2 separate regions of the Arachis hypogaea genome follow, and region 2 is linked to region 1. The links are chromatin contacts, called in public Hi-C maps. All regions are on one chromosome and are shown on one strand. Each heading gives the region's core, a stretch centred on a gene start, on an enhancer-like site or on the middle of the called end of the contact. The rest is flanking DNA. Distances are from core to core; before and after follow the strand shown. Region 1 holds the start of LOC112783553 (deSI-like protein At4g17486). Region 2 has its middle 67 kb from the start of LOC112786030.

What was found. A called contact is a pair of places that touch in the nucleus more often than the background predicts.
Region 2: a contact with region 1 is called in a Hi-C map of an unstated tissue, with 8 times the contacts expected there. The contact joins the enhancer-like site here to the promoter of LOC112783553 in region 1. A contact is called at or near these places in 6 of 8 Hi-C or Micro-C datasets (leaf and an unstated tissue).

What each region holds. Positions count from the first base shown.
Region 1 is chr20:116,263,325-116,269,409 of arahy.Tifrunner.gnm2.J5K5, forward strand. It overlaps LOC112783553 (deSI-like protein At4g17486), which reads right to left and starts at 3,399. Exons shown (of 3, transcript XM_025826541.2): 1 at 2,868-3,399; 2 at 2,499-2,786; 3 at 1,236-1,854. The coding sequence starts at 3,006. The coding sequence ends at 1,607.
Region 2 is chr20:116,330,960-116,337,210 of arahy.Tifrunner.gnm2.J5K5, forward strand. No RefSeq gene overlaps it. Among protein-coding and RNA genes, the nearest start is that of LOC112786030, 67 kb to the right of the region's middle. Within about 2 kb of position 3,857, at least 2 of the 3 cell types and tissues checked have open chromatin away from gene starts, as enhancers often do.

The sequences.
Region 1 (6,085 bases), core at 2,149-4,648:
GGAGGGCTGCTGCTGCCAAAACTGGGCGGCGGGTCGCCAGTAGTATCCCTCAAAGTAAAAGTCTTTTAGAAATTTTTTGGTGGGATAGAGAGAAATAGAGAGATCCAACCTATATTCCTAATTAAATCCTTTAAATGATAATGTTTAATAAACAAACTAAGTTTGTACAAATAAAATATATATTTTGGTCATTAATTTAAATATAAAAATTTTTATATCTTAAACTGTTGAATGGTTGTTCAGATATAATTGTTCATGTAGTATTATTACAATTTAAATTTCTTGAAAAAGTAATAATAAATTCGGTTAACACTTTTTTGGTATATGCAGTCAACACTTATTTTTTATTTTTAATATTAGAAAAGAGTGTGTGTTATTGTATTATGAAGATGAGGAGCGTATCACAGAATTGTAGAAAATAATTTAAAAAAAAAATCTGTCAGACTTATGTATCCAAAAAATTCCACTACAAAATCTGACCCACAGAATTTTCATTTTACATTAAAAATAATTCTCAATCTATCCATGCTACTGAATAACACATGTTATCCATCTCTAAAAAAATTAGCCCGTCAACATTCTTTTCTCAACAAAACTGTTGAAGATAAAGGATACTAGTTTTTATTCATTATTGTATTCTAGTTAGTTGGGCCTAGTCCTTTTTAATGTAGTCAACCAATTAGATAAGGCGTTCTCTTTGGTTTTTTTTTATTTTTGAAAATCTTCTACTTGCTACTTTAACACCTCATGATTACCACTGTCCAATTGAATGTTAAAGCCCATTACCATGAAAATTAAAGCGGAAGCCAGAGCACCTGGTCCTCTAAGTCTCATCCTCGGATATTATGCCTTCTTTGATTACATAAAAATCCCACCCCATTCCCCCGTCAAATCAAAGATAAATACGAGCATTTACGCATTACAATTTAAACAAGACTCACAAGTAACAACCCCTAATTCTTTGTTTTTTTTTATTTAACTTATATAGAATATAAATAAAAATGAGCATTATAGAAACTTTTAGAGCATTTGTTAACCACTATGAAATATATTAACCACATTCAATCTTTAGACAAGTGATGTTATGCGTTTTACAATACAAAGACAAATCATGATTCCCTGCTTTTGCGTAGGTTGAATACTTGAATTATAATTTGACGGCCTAAAAGATTACAGTGATAGAATAAGCCTGGCTAAGATTTTCTCCGTGCTGTAGAGTGATTTAGACAAACATGTAGAGATAAAGGAACTCTTCATTCACTGAACTGAAGAAAGCAAGCATTTAAAAAATAACAGTGACAAAACAAAGCAACCATTACATAGTAGCTATAGCCACTATGGCAGAACAGAAAGATGGAGAGCAAGATGAACAATTTTCCTACCCTGTTCAAACCTAGGTTGCTCACATTTGACATAGTTCCTAAAAGCCCTACATATTCCAGAGACTTAAGAATTGAGTGCTGCAATAGATTTACTTTACTGTTAAGGTTGAACCTGAAGGAGCACTAATCAAAGATGAAGATGGTGGAAGGCAATGCCTTTGGCCACTACTTTTAATCACCCAACCTGGTGGCATAGAGACTTTGAATTGAGTGCTGCAATAGATTTACTTTACTGTTAAGGTTGAACCTGAAGGAGCACTAATCAGGGACGAAGATGGTGGAAGGCAATGTCTTTGGCTACTACTTTTAATCGCCGAACCTCGCGGCACTGATGGAGGATTGGAGGAACCCTCGTACCTGCTTGATTGACTCCTCATCTTCTTCTTCTCTCCTTCCTGAACCTTTTCTGATGTAACTTGTCGAACCTTGGTGTCGTTAAGCCCCGGAGGAAGAACACAGTTGCAGAGAAGACCTTCAATTTAAAAATCATAACATGATCGTAAATGCTAAATCCTTTCAACAAGCCCTCTTAGATCAAAATCTCACTCACATGTATTCAGGATTTCTAGATTAATTTTTAGAGATAGGGCATATAAACATGAATCACACAAGAAGTGCATCTCAGAACATAGTATTTATGAGAATTAATCAATTAACAAGTGAGTTGATTCAAGTAAGAGCTACGAGAAAGAAAAGGTTAATCTGAAGGGTAAACTACCCTTTTGACATGTGAAAGATTGTAGTTCCCGCAAAACGACCCTAAACTTATAGGGACTGCCGGACTGGATAATGGTATTGTCATAAACCATTTTCCTTATCAATAATTATATCTCTAACACAACCCTTTGCGCAAAAACTTCTTTTGGATTTTGCGTGAATATTATACATAAGCTTTCATTGGCCTTATGCTAAAATTCATTCTATTAGATAAACAAAAATGGAACTTTAGACCTTTAGGTCATGCAAACATTGAAACCATGAATGCACTCCCCCCCGAAGCATATGGGAAAAAACACATTTAGTTATATCTCTGAAATCCAGAATGAGAAACATAGGATTTGAATTATCATGAGTCGAGCAGAAAATGAAATGCAAGAAGCATTGTGTGTTGGTTACCGAGTCTAGCAAGTCGATTAACCCATCTAGGGATAGATTTTCCGGTTAACTTGAGGCAAACATCGTTGCAAAAGTGGTTGCAATTCTTGGAGATGAGGTGGTAGGTGTTGCCAGAGTAGTGGTGAGCAAGCTTCTCCATGAAAGCCCTAACATCTTTGGGGCCCAGATCCGTTGTTCCTATGAATATCGATTTCCTGAAAGTGAAGCCAGGGCAGTGCCGTGGCTGAACCTCGAAGATCCCCGTCGTATCGTGCTCGTGCGCACCGAAACCATATTCGATTCCATGAACTGCTTGCAGAAAAAAACAGAATTAGGAAACAGAAATTGAAGAAAGAAGAAAGCCAAAGGTAGGGTTAGTTAGGAGATTGCCTTGAACACCAGAGTGATAGACACCGAGGCCAAGCCAATAGGCATAGCCGTTAATGGGAGTCAGATCGTACACGTTCAGATAAACCGGCACTGTGCCCGGTTTCTTCTTCCCCGGCACCGTCACCAGTTTCCGCAGCATAATTTCTCTTCTTCTTCGGAGGGAAAAATTCCAGAATAACTTGCTTTGTTTCTTCACCCAGCTTTCGCTTTTTTCATTTATTATTACTATTATTATATCGTCTCTGCTCTCCACAGCCAACTGGGTACCACACTATTATTCATCACACAGTTATATCCTCTCAGTTTCTTAAGATTTATTAGAGAAACAACTTTTGGAGGATTTTATTTCTTTGGCAAATTTATTATTCAAATGCCAAATATTTTTTAAGTTTTTCATAATTCTTTAAAATTTTAACTAACTTTTTATATGTACTATTATTTTTGCTATTTATATCTATTCATATTCATTTCAATAAATTATTTTAAATTAAAACAAAACATATAAAAATCATTTCATTTTTCTTTATTGTTTACTTTAAACCAATCATGTTACATGAATTAAAAAACTTTTCATCCACCAACCAATTATTGTATGGAGATGTATTTAGTATGCATAAAAGATATTGATTAATTTTATATCAAATTTAATTATTTTAATAATTAATTAAAGAATGTCTCTATATATATATATATATATATATATATGAGTCTAATTTTGATGTATTGACAGTGTGAAATATTTTACACAGTCATGCGAGCAATTATTTATGCAATCAATGTGAAAAGTAGTTATTTTTGCTGGTATAACGTAATTGAATGCACGTGTAAAATTATTTTACAGTGATAATACATCAAAATTAAATTATATATATATACTAGCAAGACACTCGCGTTATGCATAGACAATACAAATGCAGTATATGATAAGATGAAGTGAATACGTATTTAGTTTTTTATTTGGTGTTGAAAATCGAAGAGCATCATTATGATTTAGAAAACTATATGGAAATTCTAAAGCACTTAGAACCGATTTATATAAAGAAAAAAAAGGATAGGTGAAGAAGTTGATATTATTTTGTTATCCCTGAGTAATGTTTTGATGATATGAATAATAGAAAAAAAAAATAGATGGCATATATTCTGATGATTGTGATTGAGTAAGATTACCTAAGTGAACAATATGAGTCTTAATCCCTTGTTGATGATAAGATATCTGATATCTCATGTGGCAAAATTTTAAATATTTAAAATTAAAGATTTTGATGTTCTCACTCGATCCGTAAGATTGAGCTAAATATAAGAAAATTATACATTATGATATAAATTGCAATAAGAAAATAATGTTGATGAAATGTAGCATTGTGATTGGCAATAAAGTCACAACAATGTGATCTAAGGAATAAATTGCTTTTTATGAGCAAAAATTTATGTATATATAAATCATGAAAGCTTTAAACAATACCTAATGTTGAATGCATTGTCATATATTTCTAAAGACTTCAGAGTAGACAACATTCTCAGCCTTGTCTGTGTTTTCATCATGAGCAATTAGAATTTTCAACCATTTCTTATTTGTCACTCTTGAGATGGCAACATAAAGTTGCCTGTGTATAAAAATAGGTTTTTTTTGAGTAGCAAACTCACGTGGTCCATGAATTATCCTTGACTTTTGTTTATTGTCATTACGTAAGAAAGCATCACAGAAAATTGTCTCCTTTAGAATCTAAATGGTAACCTGACATCTGACGGTGTGAGTGTCATTCTTGGAATAAAGACCTTATCGACACAGCTTTTGGAATTTAACAATTTTGCCTCGATGACTTTTTCTCCAAGTATTGTAATTATCAACCGCGTACCATTGCAAAACCCTGGTGAGTGATCAATGTTTCTAATATGCATATCAGGCAACCAACCTTTAGCTTCATTTCATGATTTGGAACCCCTAAGCACCTAATTATTGCTAAAAACTTCGGTGTGTGGATGGCTTCAATTGCATTGACACCTCCCTCGGAAACACATGTATTGGAACTAACATACGTCTTGTATTCATTGTTGTTCAATACAGTCAGGTAATCATTCACCTCATCTATGACATTAATTGTAAGAGCTAAAATCGCTCGACCTTTTAAGTGGCTTTCATTAGCCATGTTAGCAATGTAATAAGGATATATTGCTTCAACAATTCCTTGAATATGATCATTATAATCAGTGATATGGAATTCAAGCAGTATTTTTGTCATATTACATCCATTAGAGGTTCCTTCAGATTTTTAGTTTCTAACATGAAGAATCCATTTAGGAAACTGCTTTAAATCTTCTACTTGACTATCTGTAGTCATAGATTGCAATCGCATGTTTACGGTGAGCCTTAATATTTTATAATGCTGCCATAGGTATGAGGAGTTTAAAGACGAATTTACGATGTCTTGTCTTGTTCCTTTTGGGATCACTGGCAAAATTTGCCTGAAATTCCTACCAAAGACAATTGTTTTACCTCTGAATGGCAATTGTAGGTTCTTATCATGACCTCATCAAATCTCTCATTGTCTTATCCAATGCTTCGAAGCAAAATTTGCTCATTATAGGAGCTTCGTCCCAAATAATTAGCTTAGCTGTTACAATTAATTCTGCTAATAGACTTCCTTGCTTGATGTTGTAAGTAGAGAACTCATCTGGAGTTAATGGTATGGCAAGCCTAGAATGTGTAGTCCGACCTCCAGGTAACAATAGAGAGGCAATGCTGCTAGATACAACAATTAACACTATTTGTCCATTTGATCTTAGTGCGGAAGCTAAACTTTTCCAAAGGGAAGTTTTTTCTGTACCTCCATAGCCATACAAAAAGAATACACGTCCATGTTGACTTTCTGTTGCATTGATGATCTTATCATATACCCTCCTTTGCTCTGCAGTTAATTTTGAGAGGCAGTCATTGTGTTAGCCTTCTAATACGATACGATCATAATTTAACTCATCAAATATCATTTTATTTTGTGTTCTAAGATGGTTGGTATCTCGTGATGGAAATGGCATCGTAGGATAATCTCGCAAGCTTTTCCCATTATTGTTCAAGATTTGCTCAATCTCAATCAAAGTTAGTTCCTTTAATTCTTCATCACTGAAAATCAAATCTGAAATGCTGACAAAGTAAAGATATTATTTATTATTGGAGATGAAAACATATGGCAGATAAAAAAAATAACAGGAAAACATATTGC
Region 2 (6,251 bases), core at 2,607-5,106, 68 kb after region 1:
CTCATGCTGGTAATACATCGGGTCGACTACATAATAGTGAAAAAAAGTTTACTAACAATTCATAATAAACTTTACATAATCAACAAATAACTATATTAAAAAAAATATTATTCATGTCCTATTAAAAAAATTAAATAATAGTCAAATTCATAATGTTATAATTGATTAAGTACCTCTTATCAAAAGTAATGACAATCTTATCCTAAAATTTTAAAGTCCAATTATATCATATATGCAAAATTCAATCATAGTGTTCTCACCATATATATTACTCTAACCTTATTCATAGAAATCGGATCTCCACAAATTCTACCTTCACCTATCATTAACATTTCTAACTTAAAATTCTAATTTAAAACAATTCTAAATTCCTATTATCACTAATGTTTCTAATTTAAAAATTCTAATAAAAATTTTTAAATCACTACTCTAACTAACATTTATAATCTAATAATTCTAAATTATTAAGGAATCTTAATATTTCTAATCAACATGAAAAAAGGAAATTTTATGTACTCACCTTCACATTGATATTACCAGTAGTATGAATAATTCCATACACTGAGTAGATACAATCTAGATCGTCTTTCATGACTGTAATTTTGAATTTTGTCGCTTTGTACTCTCAAAATTTTCTCTGGCGTGTTTTTTTAGGAAGAGAAAAGATTATAAATATAAATTGTATGAAGTCAATTCAAATTCTTATATAGAAAAATCACCATTAAATCAAATCAAATTGATTTGTTTTATATAAAGAAACACTTATCACTAATTTAAATCAAAGTGATTTAATAAGTATCATACTAAGTCAAATTGATACGATTCGATTTACATGTAAATATGTAATTTAAATTACACTGATTCAATTTATATAAATATGTTAAGGACAGATGTATAATTCATTTCTATTTGAACATCTGTTAGACACTATTTATTTTATTAAAATGAATTACCTTTAAATTAAATTAATATAATTTAAATTCCAACAAACTATATATTTTGTTATATTACAAGCACCCCTGCACCTATATCTTGCTCCAATTGACTAAGTTTATTAAAGTCTAAATTAAGCGATGAGACAAGAATGCCCACTTTAATTAGGTGGAATCTAAATACTTTACAGACTAAAGGAGCAAATATGAATAAAATACTGTGCAGTAGCTTCACGATTATTAAGTCGCTCTTAAATATCAGTAGAGCACATTCTGGTTTAATTTCTTGATAATTTTAGTTGACATATGTAAAATAATAAACTTTAAAAAAACATAAAACTCTAGAGAGGAATAATAGACTAAGTATATTATTAAAGTTATGATTATATATTTATATGAATTTAGTTAATACGTGTTTTTAGAGTATGTATCCTAAAAATATTTTTATAAAAAATATAAAATTTAGTTTTTTTTGGTGTAAATGAGTCTATTTGGTGTAATATAAAATTTAGTTTTTAATATACTTATTATGTATTTATTAAACAAAAAATTTAAAAACTTCTATCTATAATCTTAACCTATTCTTTTAAAATATATATTAGCTAAACTTTTTTATATTCTAATTATCTAACATAAGACATTGTTGAAATTAAAATTCTGGAAAAAAAATGAAAATTAAAAAAGCAAAACTAACTCACATGCGACTCTTTAAATCCTCTTTTTGTTTTTTAACAATTTGGTACAACTAGAGGAATCGATGCCTTTCTTTTAGTTTCCCTTATCTTTTCTGTCATATTCATCTTCTTTCTTGTTTTTAATTAGACGGAAAGAAGACGTGGGGAACAGAAGTTAGATGCCTTTTTCTGGAATTTCTATGTGCAGTCGTTCGGTGGGTGGGAGAAAGTAGTTTCTGTAATCAAAGTTAAGATCAGATCACAAGCATTTTTAAAAGTTTTCAATACTTTTTATTTGTAGATATTTTTAAAAAATTAACTAATCAAACCCTTAAGTAATAATAGTTTTTACCAACATATATGTGAATATTATTTTCACTCCCTTTTTAATTTCCTTTGGAGAAAAATACAATACGAGCTCCAAATATTTAAAGAAGGACTTCGTTGAAGGATCGTATTTGTATCTCGAATACAAGTTTAAATACGATATATTTATTCGACATTCGTAAATTTTTATATCTAATTATGTCTTAACAATAAATAAAAAATAAGATAAAGTATTATTTTGGTTTCTAATGTTTGAGCCGAATTTTAAGTTGATCCTAACATTTCAAACATTCTATTTCAGTTTTAAAAATTTTTAAACGTCAATCCAAAAAAAGTTTTAACTGGTTCAATATTATCTTATCATTAAATTTGACCCGAATAATTTACACATTCAATTTTAGTATGTAAATAAAATCTATCTACCAACTATCACTAATATAAAGATTTTCGTTATATTTTTTCTAACTCATGGAATATATAACTTAACTAGTAAGATTTTTATCATCATGTCACTAATTTTATTAATTATTAGTATCAAATTTAATGGTAGGACCATATTAATCCTGTTTAAAACTTTTTTGAATAAAAATAAAACGTTTGAAATTAAAATTTGACCCAAATGTGGAGGACCAAAATATTATTTTATCCTAAAAAATAATTTTTTTACCACATTTAAATATATCTAAATACAAAAATATTATTTCCAATAAGTTATATCTCAAATGGCATAATCTCCCCACACTCATCTAAGAGGTTGCGAATTCGAGTCTCCTTATTTTTGGTAAAAATAAAAAACGAAAATATCATTAGTGTGACCAATTTTATGAATAATATATAATTTAAAAAATATTTAAAAGATTAATTTATATTTTAATATACCTGCCGTATGCCATGCTTTTGTATCTCATAAAAAAAAAATTAAAGTATACAAGTATCTGGTATCTATATGAGTGTCTATTATTCATAAATTTGAACAAATAAAAATAAGTATCCTTATGGTTATATAAGATGACCTTTGGATCCCCTCAGGCCTCAGCGACCACTAGTTCCCATCTTCATGGGCCACGGTTGTTGCTGATGCATAAGTTGTGCTCAATTGTCTGCCATCACTTTTAAATCCTAATGCTAAGAAGCTTCTGAAGCACTACTGAGACAAACGTAGCTTTGTAGCAACCATAGTATTCTAATTTTTAATGCCATATCAAATTATTAAACATTATTTATTGTGATGTAGTTTATTTGTAATGTGATTTTTGTTTTCCTACTTCTTTCAAGCAGTGTTAATAATTGACGAGTTTTAAAACAGTCAGCAAGAATAATAGCATAAGCATAAGGAATGGTTCATATTTATGGATGGGGACATGCACCTTGTAGTTTGGTCATGTATGGTGTAGAAGAGTACCCAGCTGAATAGGTTTTGGTTCTTTATGTGATTTGTCACGGGCAAACAAACTCACATGTATGGTGTATTCAGCTTTAGTACTTTTCTATCTCACTTGCCTGTCAATTAACAACTACTCTCTCTATTAGGCAAGGTTCTAAAAACCAAATTAGAGATTTAAGGATTCAAAAATTCAATCCGTGTTTAATCGGAATTAAATTGAATATAATATATAATTGATTATTTTGTGATTTATTATTTTAAACCAGTTAATCGGGTCGATCCTGATTCTAACCATGCTATATACTCATATTCTCTCGAGGTGCAAAAATCAGCCCTATATATTGTCAATTAATAAGGAAAATCTTTTTTCACATATACTCAAGGTATTCATGTGTATTTCAAATCTCACATCAATAACTTTTTTTCATTTAGAGTTTATAAGTGTGATACAATTTTCACTAGCTTTTTGGCAAACCCAATTCTTAAAGGCCATATGAAAAGAATAAATAGGATAAGGGGATCTAGATTATCAATTTGGGACATTCTCACTTTCCTTAGATCTTGTTAGGCTCACTAGTCACTACCGAGTATTCCAAACCAGTAGGCTCATAAAGTCAAAAAAGAGAGAGAAATGTATCGATTCCATTTTTGGGGTAGGCCCATAAAGCCCAAAAAGTAAAAAAAGGACAGAGAGAAATCAGAAATGTATGCACAATCAATTTTGAGATTTTACGTCACTGAACTTTGGGTTAGTTAAGCAGTGAAAATTAGCTCTAAGTTAGGGTGATTGCTTCAAAACCTGAGGCAAATTCTTGGGTGTATGTACTGTATTGGTCTAGATACTCGCTGTAATGATGTATGCTTTTTTAAGTTTATTTACTTTTTGTTAGATTTTATAATTTTATTAAATTTTTAATCAAATATTTATTGTTTAAAAATTTATAATTAAATCTTTATATCAAATAAAAATTTGTAATTAAATTTTTATTAGTTACTATTTTAAAAAATATTTAAAATATTTGTTTTTTAAATATTTTATATTTCATCTTACATCAAACACAAAAAGAAGGATTTCAAAAAAATATATTTTTAATAAAAAAAATAAAAAAATATAATTAAAAGTTTTAGTCTAATATAAAGACTTAATCACTAATTCTTATATTATAAAAACCTAATTAAAAATACCAACAGAATAATTAATCCGCTAATTTATTACTATTCTGGTCTGCGAGTTTATCATAACTAATCACATCCTCAACTAACTTAACCTCACTTAACAGTTAACATCATTTTTTAATTTTACAAATATTTCATAAAACCCAATTGTTAGATAATATAAATCAAGCACAACAACTTGGAACTATCTTGAAGTTATAGTCAAACATGAGTTTAAAAGTTTGACCACCAATAAAATGCTAGAATTTTAGAAAATATTAAATCAAAATTAACTACTACTTAATATTGTGATATTGCCTTAATTATTAGTAAGCAATCTAGAACATGCAATTTGAAGCAAATTCTACAAGTTTTATTGTGCCACCAATATATACAACTAAGTATTAGTTAAAAAAAATATTATTTTATTAAAAAATTTTGTCTATATAAAGACATATATATTTATGTAATGATCATCTTTCTATGAATCAAAATATGGTATTTATTTTAAAATTTCTCTTTTATATTCTTATGATTGTTAGTGAATTTAGTGATGAAATATATAGTAGTGCCATTTATTAGAGTTAGTAATCTTGGGATCAATTAATTATGGGTATTCTATTTACACCTATTCAGATTTACCATCGTGGATTCACAACCCTAACCACTTCGAGAGTGGAAGCTGTTGCAGCTCTTGCTTGGCATCAATAATGGTCTTGGATTCATAAATCACAACCTGAACCTATTCAGCAAAAAATGTTCCTCAAATCGTGTTGTGTATTGTTCTACAGTTCCCCCGACAACGTGTGCAAGAGTGGAAGCTATACAACTCTTGCTTGCCATAATAAGACACTTGTGGATGGGTGACAATTAACGTTGACTTTTAGTTTGTTACTAGTGGCGGTTATTAATTTTGAACCGTGGATAAGATTTGATTTTGGCAATTGAAATAAGAACTTAAGTTTGTGTTAGAATCATCTTTAATTTCTCTACAAATTTTTTTGTTGTTCTATGTTATTTACAAAAACCATGCATAATCCCTCTTTACTGTTTGAAAATGTGAATATAAGGGAGGTAAAAGTTGAGCCATAATTTCCTTTATCATTTGCACATTTTACAAATTTAAATATGAGTAAATTGTTAAATTAATCCTTAAAATATCACTCGTTCTTTAATTTGGTCTACGAAAGATTTTTTTAATCAAATTTGTCTTTTAAAATTTTTAAATTAGTCATCTTAGTCTTTCTGTCACTTTGTTTGTTGATGGTGTCAAAATTTGCTAATGTGACATATTAAGTGACACTCCAACACATACCTATGAGTCTTAATTGACTATTAATATAATAAGTTTATGAAATTAGATCAAATCAAAACCTAATTATGGGAACAACTTGAGATAATTGGAATTCATCAATTTGTGGTTGATTTTATCTAATTTTATAAATTAATCATGTTAATAGTCAATTAAGACTTTTAGGCGTAGTGTGTTAGGGTGTCACTTAATAACGTGTAACGTTAGCAAATTTTGACACTATTAACAAACAAAATACAGAAGGACTAACATGACTAATTTAAAATCTTTAAAGAACGAATTTGATTAAAAAAATTTTTTAGAGACAAATAAAAAAACGAATAATTTTTCAGAGACTAATTTAATCATTACTCATTTAAATATATATACCATGTTCCATTGTTGGATTTTTAGAACGAAGTGAATTTTGATCAGTTTCATATATTTAAATCTATTTATTTAATGGTTTTTTTATTTCTCTAAATGGG